2 separate regions of the Mus musculus genome follow, and region 2 is linked to region 1. Evidence: chromatin contacts called from public HiChIP or PLAC-seq data. All regions are on one chromosome and are shown on one strand. The core of a region is the stretch at or near the end of the contact, and the rest is flanking DNA. Distances in the headings are between cores, read along the strand shown.

Region 1 (4,399 bases), core at 1,245-3,744:
CATTGTGTGCATGCACGTGAGCCCATGTACCACAGTGTATATGTGGATACTAGAGGACAACTTAGCAGACGTTACAGTCTCCTTCCATCAGCCCAGGCTGTCAGGCTTGGTGGAAAACATGTTACCCACCAGCCACCTTTGCTGGATCACAAATCAAATTTAAATGCATTTATCAATCTATTTTTTTCCCTTTCTCCATGCCAAGGGGTATATAATTTCAATGAGTACTGATTTAATAGCTAATGCCGTCAAAGGATGGCTAGAGGTATGAAATAAGAAGCTATTCTTCTTGACCAATTTCTTTATTACATCAGTCAACTTGGAGAAAGAAGACTGTTTTCCCAAATGGCAAACACCTACTTGGACTGTCAACTCTCTCCATATGCTTTTCAGATCTTTGGGTCAATATGAAGTATTCCTACACCACTTGAACAAGCCATTATAAATTAGTTTGAAATGTGGAAACTAAGGCTCAGGGCATCTGCTTAAGACATCTTCACTCATAAATGATCTGGAAAGCTAATGATGGAGGGGAAGGAACCACGGACCACAGCCAACGTACAATGAAAAGACCACTGAGCAAGGTGGTCCCTGCCAGACACTCCAGATTTCCAGAGCAGTCTTTTTCATCCTGATGCCTATACTAAATGCCACAATTTCTACCACATCAAGTAGGCATTTACGTACTCAGCAAAGAAAGTGGACAAGTTACATGAGAAGTGATCACAAATCTGATGTAGGCCTCCACTGAAGCCCCATTATTTCCAAGTGATCCTGCCTGACCCAATTTCTACCCTCTCCATCAACGACTCTCAACCTTTCTAATACAGCGACACATGGTGACTCCCAACCATAAAGTTATTCTCATTGCATAATTTTGATAGTGTTGTGAATCATAATGTAAATATCTGTGTTTTCCAATGGTCTCAGGAGACCCCTGGGAAAGGATCATTCAATACACCCCACAAAAAAGGGGGGTGCAACCGATGGGTTGAGACCCACTGCCCTGGATGTTTTAGGTTATAGAGGTGGAAGCGGTGACTGCAGACGGGGTGAGTTCCCTCTAAAATGTCCTCTCCTGATTACCAGCTTGTAGGTATTCAGAGCCGCCATGGAAACAAGGCACTGGCAAGTCTGTGGGGCACTTTCTATATCCCATTACCTCAGGTAGGAAGACCCACCCTCAGTGTGGCTGGACTCCCAGGCTGCACAGGAGAGCTGGCAGCAGCATCTGCCTCTTCCTTCTTTCTGACTGTGGTTGCGATGTGACAGCGACTCCACTCTCCTGCCTTCCTGCCTCCCCTGCGATGTGACAGCTACTCCACTCTCCTGCCTTCTTGCTTCCCCTGCTATGGCAGACTGTTGCTTTTGTCAAAGACTTTGTCAGAACAAGAAGGAAAATAACGGACACATTTGTTTTCTAAAAGTTGAGTGCTTTTTCTCAAGTTGAGAAGGTCAGGTAAAATTTTTTTCTCAAATCTTTCTCAACTCCATAGTCAACCAAAATTAAAGCAACACACACACACACACACACACACAATATCAAGTACAATGACCAGATCCCAGCTGCTCAGTCCAAGTACTTGTGTCCCTGGGGCAGACTTCCTCACCTAAGGACAGCCCTTTGACCACTGCCTCTCGCTGCCCATAGGTCTACCCTTCTCTAAGACAATCTTCACATGACTGGCACAAGCATCTTATGCAAGTATTTCCTGGATGTATCAGTTTGTCTTTTGAAGGCTTTTGCTCCTCAATATCAACACTCTTTACTGCTATAGTTCAAGATGTGTGACATAGGCTGGAGAGATGGCTCAGCAGTTAAGAACACTGACTGCTCTTCCAAAGGTCCCGAGTTCAAATCCCAGCAACCACATGGTGGCTCACAACTATGTGCAATGAGATCTGCTGCCCTCTTCTGGTTTGTTTGAAGACTGCTAGGGTACTTAGATATAATAATAAATTAATCTTTAAAAAAAACAAAACATGTGCAACACATCTTTAATCATCTACTTTGCCTTGTTCTTTATGTTTCTTATCCCAACAGGCCATCCACAGACCACCATTCACACACAAGTATCAGGCACACTGTACACCAACACTTGCTCAGCAGTGCAGGCAGGTCTCCAGCAAGACAGGCTCTGTCACTGACTTCCAGACTATGGGCAAAGAAAAAGAATCTGGTCTGTCAGAATGGAGAAAATTACAGCCATAACTATACAAACGGGTGCGTTATCCCAGAAACTCCCACCAAAAGCACCAAGAGGTGAAACATTTCCCCAGCTACAGTTATGATTTGCCTTTTTGTTAGCTGCAGTCAATTTATCCCACCTCCCTTCTCTCCTGTGACAGCTTTGTTCAATATGATTTACACAGCAGAAAGTCCATCCTTTGAAAATGTCTGACAGTAGATTTTGCCACAGTCATAGGCTTGACTGCCATCACCACTATGTACTTTCTGATTATCCAAACACACACTGCCACCACCCATGAGGCAAGCAGTTAGTCACTCCTCATGACTCCACCCCCAGCCCCTGGCAATCACTAGGTGTCTGTGGGTTCGCTAACTATAGATGTTTCACATAAACAAGATGACACACTATGCAGCTCTTGTGCCGAGCTTATTTCCAATGAGGACACGATTTTCAATATTTAGCTGGGTGTTTTAATAGAATACTGGTTCATTCTCATGGCTGAGTGGATCTATCAAATTATGGTCACCTATCCATTCACAAGCCATCAGACATGTGGGTTGTTCCCACCTTGAAGTCATTGTGATTGATTGTTATGGACACTTGTGTACATGTGTTTGTACAATCTCTTTCTGCCTACACATCTAAGGATGCTGCTGCTGCTGCTAGGTCATATGGGAGGTACCCCTGTTTGACCACTTGAGACCACTGTCCAGAGTGGGCGGCTTCTCTGACACTACCTTATATAGTATATGATCCCCCCCGCCCCCCATGTTTCATCATCCTTAGTAATTCTTACGTTATCTCTTTTGTCCTGAGGTGTAGCCACCTCAGAGTGTGCAATACATGCCGAATACCTTTTCTAGTCTTTGCTGGCTATGTGTATCTCCACAATGGAGAATGTCTAATGCCTTAGTGTTTTTGTTTGGTTTCATTCATTGGTTGTTTTGCAGTGCTGGATAGGAATTGAGGGCCTTAGCTGTGTACAGCAAATACTCTGCAGACTCTCCAGCATTTGGATAACTCTGACAATGTCTTGCCATGTAGCCTAGGCAGGCCTTGATTTCTCATACATTGGCTTGATTATACATAACACTGGCTCTTACTTTTAGCCGTCTTTGAACTGTCTTGGATATCTTCTGTCTGGAACACATACAAGTTCCATTTGTGAACAGATAGAATTGTCTTTGCTCATTTCACTGTTCAGGCTGTTGTAGCTAAGAATCCGTCTTACACAGTAAGTTCAGGAAAGTCTACTCCCAAAATCTTACAATTTTAGTCTTCACTTTTGCTCCCAATCCATTCTGAGTATATGTTTGTGTAAGATGTGAGGTGAAGGTTCAATGTCATTAATTTTAAAGGTGTGAAGATCTAGTTATCCCAGCTCCAATGGCATCATGACTTTTTCCCTTGGCTGGATTATCTTAGGGTTCCCTTCTTTCTTACATACACACACACACACACACACACACACACACACACACATATATATATATATATACATACATACATATATGTATATGTATATATATATGTATATGTATATATATACACACATATATACATATATATACTTATACTGTTTCAATCTTTGCAAATATAGACCATTCTGATCTTGCTGTTTTCCAAGTATCATATATTCTATTCCTCTACCTGAACCTCTCTCATGTCGTGATATATCACCTAACAGATGAGATGTGTTCCACCATATGCACACCACTGAAGGTACTTACAGAGACTGAGGCAACTACAAAACCACTGCTGTATCCACTCTATAGGACTATCATCATACATGAAGTCTGTCACCGACTAAAACATTATGTGATGTGCATCTTACTAAGCTTCCTCCCCCGTCCCAAATTCTGTTTATACATTCATTAAAAAACCTCTTCTATGCCAGCCAATATCCTATGTGTTAATATAAAAAAAACACATGAGGTAATGATAGCACTTGGGGACATATGAAATGTATTACATTCTATGACAGAGACAGGACAAAGGTCTCTTTTGTATTGAAAGAACAGAATGGCTATTCTGGTTGGCAGTTCTTAAAGGATTACCTCCACCAGGAGGGCCACTGGGCCAGAAAGAGCGGCTGAACTGCTGGACAAACAAGAGCTCTGAGCATTTCAGTCCGCAAAACAATGAGCACAAATACACACCATTAAGAAAAGTTATTATCTAGAAACTAATGTTTACCATGCTGAAAT
Region 2 (4,751 bases), core at 1,910-4,409, 100 kb after region 1:
GTGGTAGAGAAGTTAGGGAGGCTACTAAGAAATTACTAGGGGGTTAGAGAGGTGGCTCAGCGGTTAAGAGTACTGACTGCTCTTCCAAAGGTCCTGAGTTCAAATCCCGGCAGCCACATGGTGGCTCACAACCACCAGTAATGAGATCTGACACCCTCTTCTGGTGTGTCTGAAGACAACTACAGTGTACTGGCATATAATAATAAATAAATCTTTTAAAAAAAAAGAAATTGCTATACTGGGTATTTTCTTGAGATGACTGAGTTTTTACAAGGGATAGCAAGACTGGCTTCTAAATCACTTCTAAGAGAGAAACAAAACCTGATAAAGCTTAAGTTATGACAGGCGTTTGTGCAGCTGATTTGTGTGTTTACGTTGTATTTGTAGTAAAAATGAAAAAAGAAATCAAAATCTGACATAGAGTTATATGGCGGCGAGTAAAGAAAAGGATGCACACGAGAGCCTCCCGCTCGAGGTGATCACTACTTATACTGCTGTCAGTCACAAGGATTGACAGTTTCCTAAGAGCGCACTTCCTTCCTTCTCTTTATGAGCAAGCCTCAGAAAGAAGCGAGCCTGCAAACCAGCAAGACAGCGGCTGTAAGCAGTCCGCCATAGATGCTCTGTCAAACACCATCTGACACTCCATTTCCATCTTCCCTTTTCTACCTCATCCTGGTTTTCTGTTTGTTTCGTTTCTGGTTTTTGGTTTTTTGAGACAGGGTTTCTCTGTGTAGCTCTAGCTGTCCTGGAACGCACTCTGTAGACCAAGCTGGCTTCAAAGTCACAGAGATGTGCCTGCTTCTGCCTCCTGGGTGCTGAGGTTAAAGGCATGAGCCACCACCAGGCTCAAATACTGGTTTTGAAAAATAATTTCCTGTGACTCCCGATTCGGAACCTAGAAACTCAGAAGCTGCCAACATTGCTATCCGGCCTTTGCAGCAAAGCTAACCTGGGTTTGTTTGTTTGTTTGTTTGTTTATTGGATTTAGTTTTATATATGAGTGTTTTGCTTGAATGTACAACTGTGTACCACATGTATGCTTAGTGCTCGAGGAGGTCAGAAGACGACATCAGGTCCCCTGCAACTGGGTTTTGGATGGTTATGAGCCAACATGTGGTTGCTAGGAATCAAAATGGGATCTTCTGCAAGCACAGGTACTCTTAATCTCTGAGCCATCTCTCCAGTCCCCTAACCAGGGCTTTTAATAAAACAACTATGGAAATAACAACAGAATTCATAGAGGGAAGGTACTAAAACAACACGGAAACACATCAAAGTCTCCATTTAAAATCCTAAGATCTGCTCATGTGCACTCGCGCACACGCACACATGCACACACACACACACACACACACACACACACACTGTTGTCTTGCCCACTTCCTGCATCCTTTCCCAGGAGCACTGCACTGTATCATCACAGTGGCCACCGTGAGCCTGATGCAGGGTCACAGACATTAGACACAAAAGCCCAGGGGTGGTTAGGCGGATTTCCTTACACTAAATCGTTCCTGCACACTTTCTATGGACACGAGGAAGGGTACCTGGCACAGGTAAATCCTCCCCTTGGCTGTTTTAGAAACCAAATTAAATAGTTAGAGGGAAAGGATGTGAAGGAACAGAGGAGGAAGAGTAATGGTTAACTGAGTTTTTGCCGCGCTCCACTGTGAAAACAGCTCAAAAGGGCCAGCTTGGGGGGGGGGGGGGGAGGGTAGAAAGGAGGAGGGAGAATGGAGGGGGAAGGGACCAGATGGGGAGGCTGTCACAACACTCACTACTAGAAAATGAAAGTTTTAATCTGGAGTTTATCAGGAATTGACTCTAAAGTTGAACAATTAATTCTGTGTTTTATAAAGTAGCAGAATTAGAGAAGAGCCCTCACACTCCTTTCTGCTCTTAAGAGATTATGTTTTTAGCACCAATTCCCTGCCCTGCTTACTCACTACAGATTAAACTAAAGCTAGAATCAAACGGGAGCCTGTGACGCCTGAACTGTCTTACTGGTTCGGGAGTGGCTTCGGCCTCCTTATTAAAGGGAGGAAGAACTTCAGTCGAAGGATGAGAACCAAAACACACGGTTGTGCTGGCGGCTGCTGTGTTTTTATGCCAATGAAATCTAATTTTACAGCTGAGTTCTACCCTGTGCAGGAAAGACACTTGCCATGGCTTGCCACCTGAATGAAGGAAAGGGAGGTGATAATTGCTCATGCAGAAAACCCTCTTGAGACATGAGCAGTACCGAGAGGTATGTGCCCAGCTGGTTGGTTGAGGCACGAATAGTCTGGAATTTGCCTTCTTGTCTGATATGTATTCATTAGTGAAGTCAAATCACAGCCGTCTGGAAAAAAAAATCTTAAGCTTAAAAATATTCTGGCTTTTTGCATCCAATTAGAAGCATGGAAGCTCTGACAGAAATCCTGTGAAATAGAGTTCTTTCCATTAAAAATAAAACTATAGCAGAACAAAATGAATGGCAAGCCCCCCGAGAACTCCCATCCTGCTCTCGAGAGAAAGGGAAGGAAACTAACTCATTGGCTGTGCAGGCCTGTCATCGACACTCCACAGATCCATAGGTGTGGGCTGGGGACAGAACCTCGAGTGCTCATGGCCTAGCTCCACACCTGGACACCTGACAGGCCAGGACAGTGGTCACAGACACTTTTCTCCTTGTAACTTGGCTTTGAATATACTTTTAAGTGGCTTTCGTGAAGTCATTCACAGTACAGTCATGGCAGAACACCCAGAGTTACTTAGGGAAAGTACTATTTTCAGGAGAGGAAAAAAGTCCAAATATAAGTTCTCTATGAATATACAGAGGTTTCTTTCATAGCACGCCCCACAGACCAAACTTTTAGAGGAAAAAAAAAAAAAAAAGGAAAAAAGTTACATCACCGTATATACACAATCTCTAGACCCCAAATCCATATCTCAGCTCTGCAAATATTAACCGAGAGAGGAAAGGGGCTTATCTACGGAAAACGTTTACCAAGGGTTGGTTTGTTTAGTTCATTGTTTTTGAATGGTATTTAAGTAAGGCTGCTGACAGAACCAGACACTTTTACTGGAACACTTAGATTCCAGGGCCCTTCATACCACAGTACCTCTGACACCCCGCCTGGACATCCCAAGGATGGCAGCCTAGCATCACAAGAAAACATTCCAGAACGATGAGCCCTGCTCACTTGCAGCCGAGTCAGCTTAGCAGCATATTTTTGCTAAGGATGACTGTAACTGCAAACATGTATTTTCTATAAGTGAGATGTGGAATTTCGTGTATATTTCCTTCTACTCTTTCTCAAGGGACAATATAAGGAAAGTCAGAATCAGTCTGGGCCACCGTGAACGCCTGCTATGGTGGTCGAGTAGGAGTCAGAGACCCTGTGATCCCTTCCAGGCCCAGCGCACGCCCAGGCAGCCTGCAGGCACAGCATGCCTGGCACCCTGGAAGCACTTAGGCAGACCCTGCTGTATTTCAGGTGTCTGAATACTTCTGCACAGGCTCCCTGACTCTCAATCTCTCTGCCTACAGAATAAGTAATTGGTTCTTCAGCACATGACTTCTAGATCATGTCATACAACCAACCTGCATTTTTATATCTCTACTTAGAGATCTAGTATGAATGAAGCTCACATGTAAACTATCTCAACACCTGCCTGGGTACTAACAACTAAGTATAGCACCCTTTAGCGGGGGAGGGAGAAGGCTTTTAAGCATAATCAACAAGTTGCTTTCTGGAAGGGTCTGCAGGAGTTCTGAGCATCATTCACACTAATTCTATCAGGCCTCACGACATTCCTGTGAATGGTCAGCACAACTTCCATGACATCTAAGTCTCTGCCCAGGAGAAGTAGGAAGTGCAGACACCGGCAATGAGCCAGGGCTCCTAGTGAGCTCTCAGAGATCAGGGACTCTCAGCACAGAACAAACCTGGATGAGTGGACAGACGCAAAATGGCCAGGCCAGAGGGTTTGATGGCTAGATGAAATGACCACAAAGACCAAACCCAGAAGAGGTAAATTCTACAGGGACCCTAAGAGTGCCACACCTTGTCTCCCAGGCGTACCCAATCCCTTCTACAATGGCAAAGAGCTTTCAGGCTTCAGTGAAACCTTACCAAGACAGAGACCTCAGAACGTTTTAAGATAGATACCTTGAGGAATGTTAAGTTACTCCATCATCCAATCTCTTAGCCCAGATGGCAAAGACTTAGCACACAGGATGGAGAGGGAACTCCATGGTAAAGGTACCTGCTTTTACTTCAAGCCAATCCCTGCAACCAACATGGGGGAAGGAGAGGGCCAAACCTAACCTTTGTAACATATTCATACTCATACACACACAACCACACACACTGTAACATACATACACACACTCATACACATACAATCACACATTCTGTAACACACACACACACACAAGAAAGTGTAACAAGGCATTTAAAAAAACTTAAGAGCAGGAAAAAAAGGCAGAAATAAAATATAAAGAGCTAAAGTGGCCCCCTGGTGACAGGAGGTGTGTCATCATTAAACACAGAAGCAAAATGACTACAGGAGAGGGCAGCTAGGCAAGTCACAGACTGCTGGGGAGTTTCTCAGAGTGAGCTGTGCTGCAGCAGTTTTTGAGACTGCCGTTTTTAAGGCTTTTTATCTAATACCTAGAAAAACCTTGAACACTTCTTTCTGAAAGAAACAAAGTAACATAGTAACCATGTTCCAAAAGCACTTGGTCAAAAAGGCACTCAAATGCC

Evidence for each region. HiChIP or PLAC-seq counts read pairs in DNA pulled down with a chosen protein or histone mark.
Region 2: a FOXA1 HiChIP or PLAC-seq map of pancreatic cancer cells shows a contact between it and region 1. The contact joins two enhancer-like sites. A contact is called at or near these places in 1 of 484 Hi-C or Micro-C datasets (granulosa cells) and 3 of 115 datasets of contacts at active chromatin or transcription factors (cardiomyocytes, heart atrium and pancreatic cancer cells).

Annotation. Positions count from the first base shown.
Region 1 is chr3:27,548,702-27,553,100 of GRCm38.p6, forward strand. All of the region lies in intron 4 of Fndc3b (fibronectin type III domain containing 3B), which reads right to left. Among named protein-coding and RNA genes, the nearest start is that of Mir3092, 34 kb to the right of the region's middle. Within about 2 kb of position 2,495, at least 9 of the 459 cell types and tissues checked have an H3K27ac peak or open chromatin away from gene starts, as enhancers often do. A contact at or near this core is called in pancreatic cancer cells, where this site is marked.
Region 2 is chr3:27,649,707-27,654,457 of GRCm38.p6, forward strand. The region is part of intron 1 of Fndc3b (fibronectin type III domain containing 3B); the gene reads right to left. Among named protein-coding and RNA genes, the nearest start is that of Fndc3b, 58 kb to the right of the region's middle. Within about 2 kb of position 3,160, at least 60 of the 459 cell types and tissues checked have an H3K27ac peak or open chromatin away from gene starts, as enhancers often do. A contact at or near this core is called in pancreatic cancer cells, where this site is marked.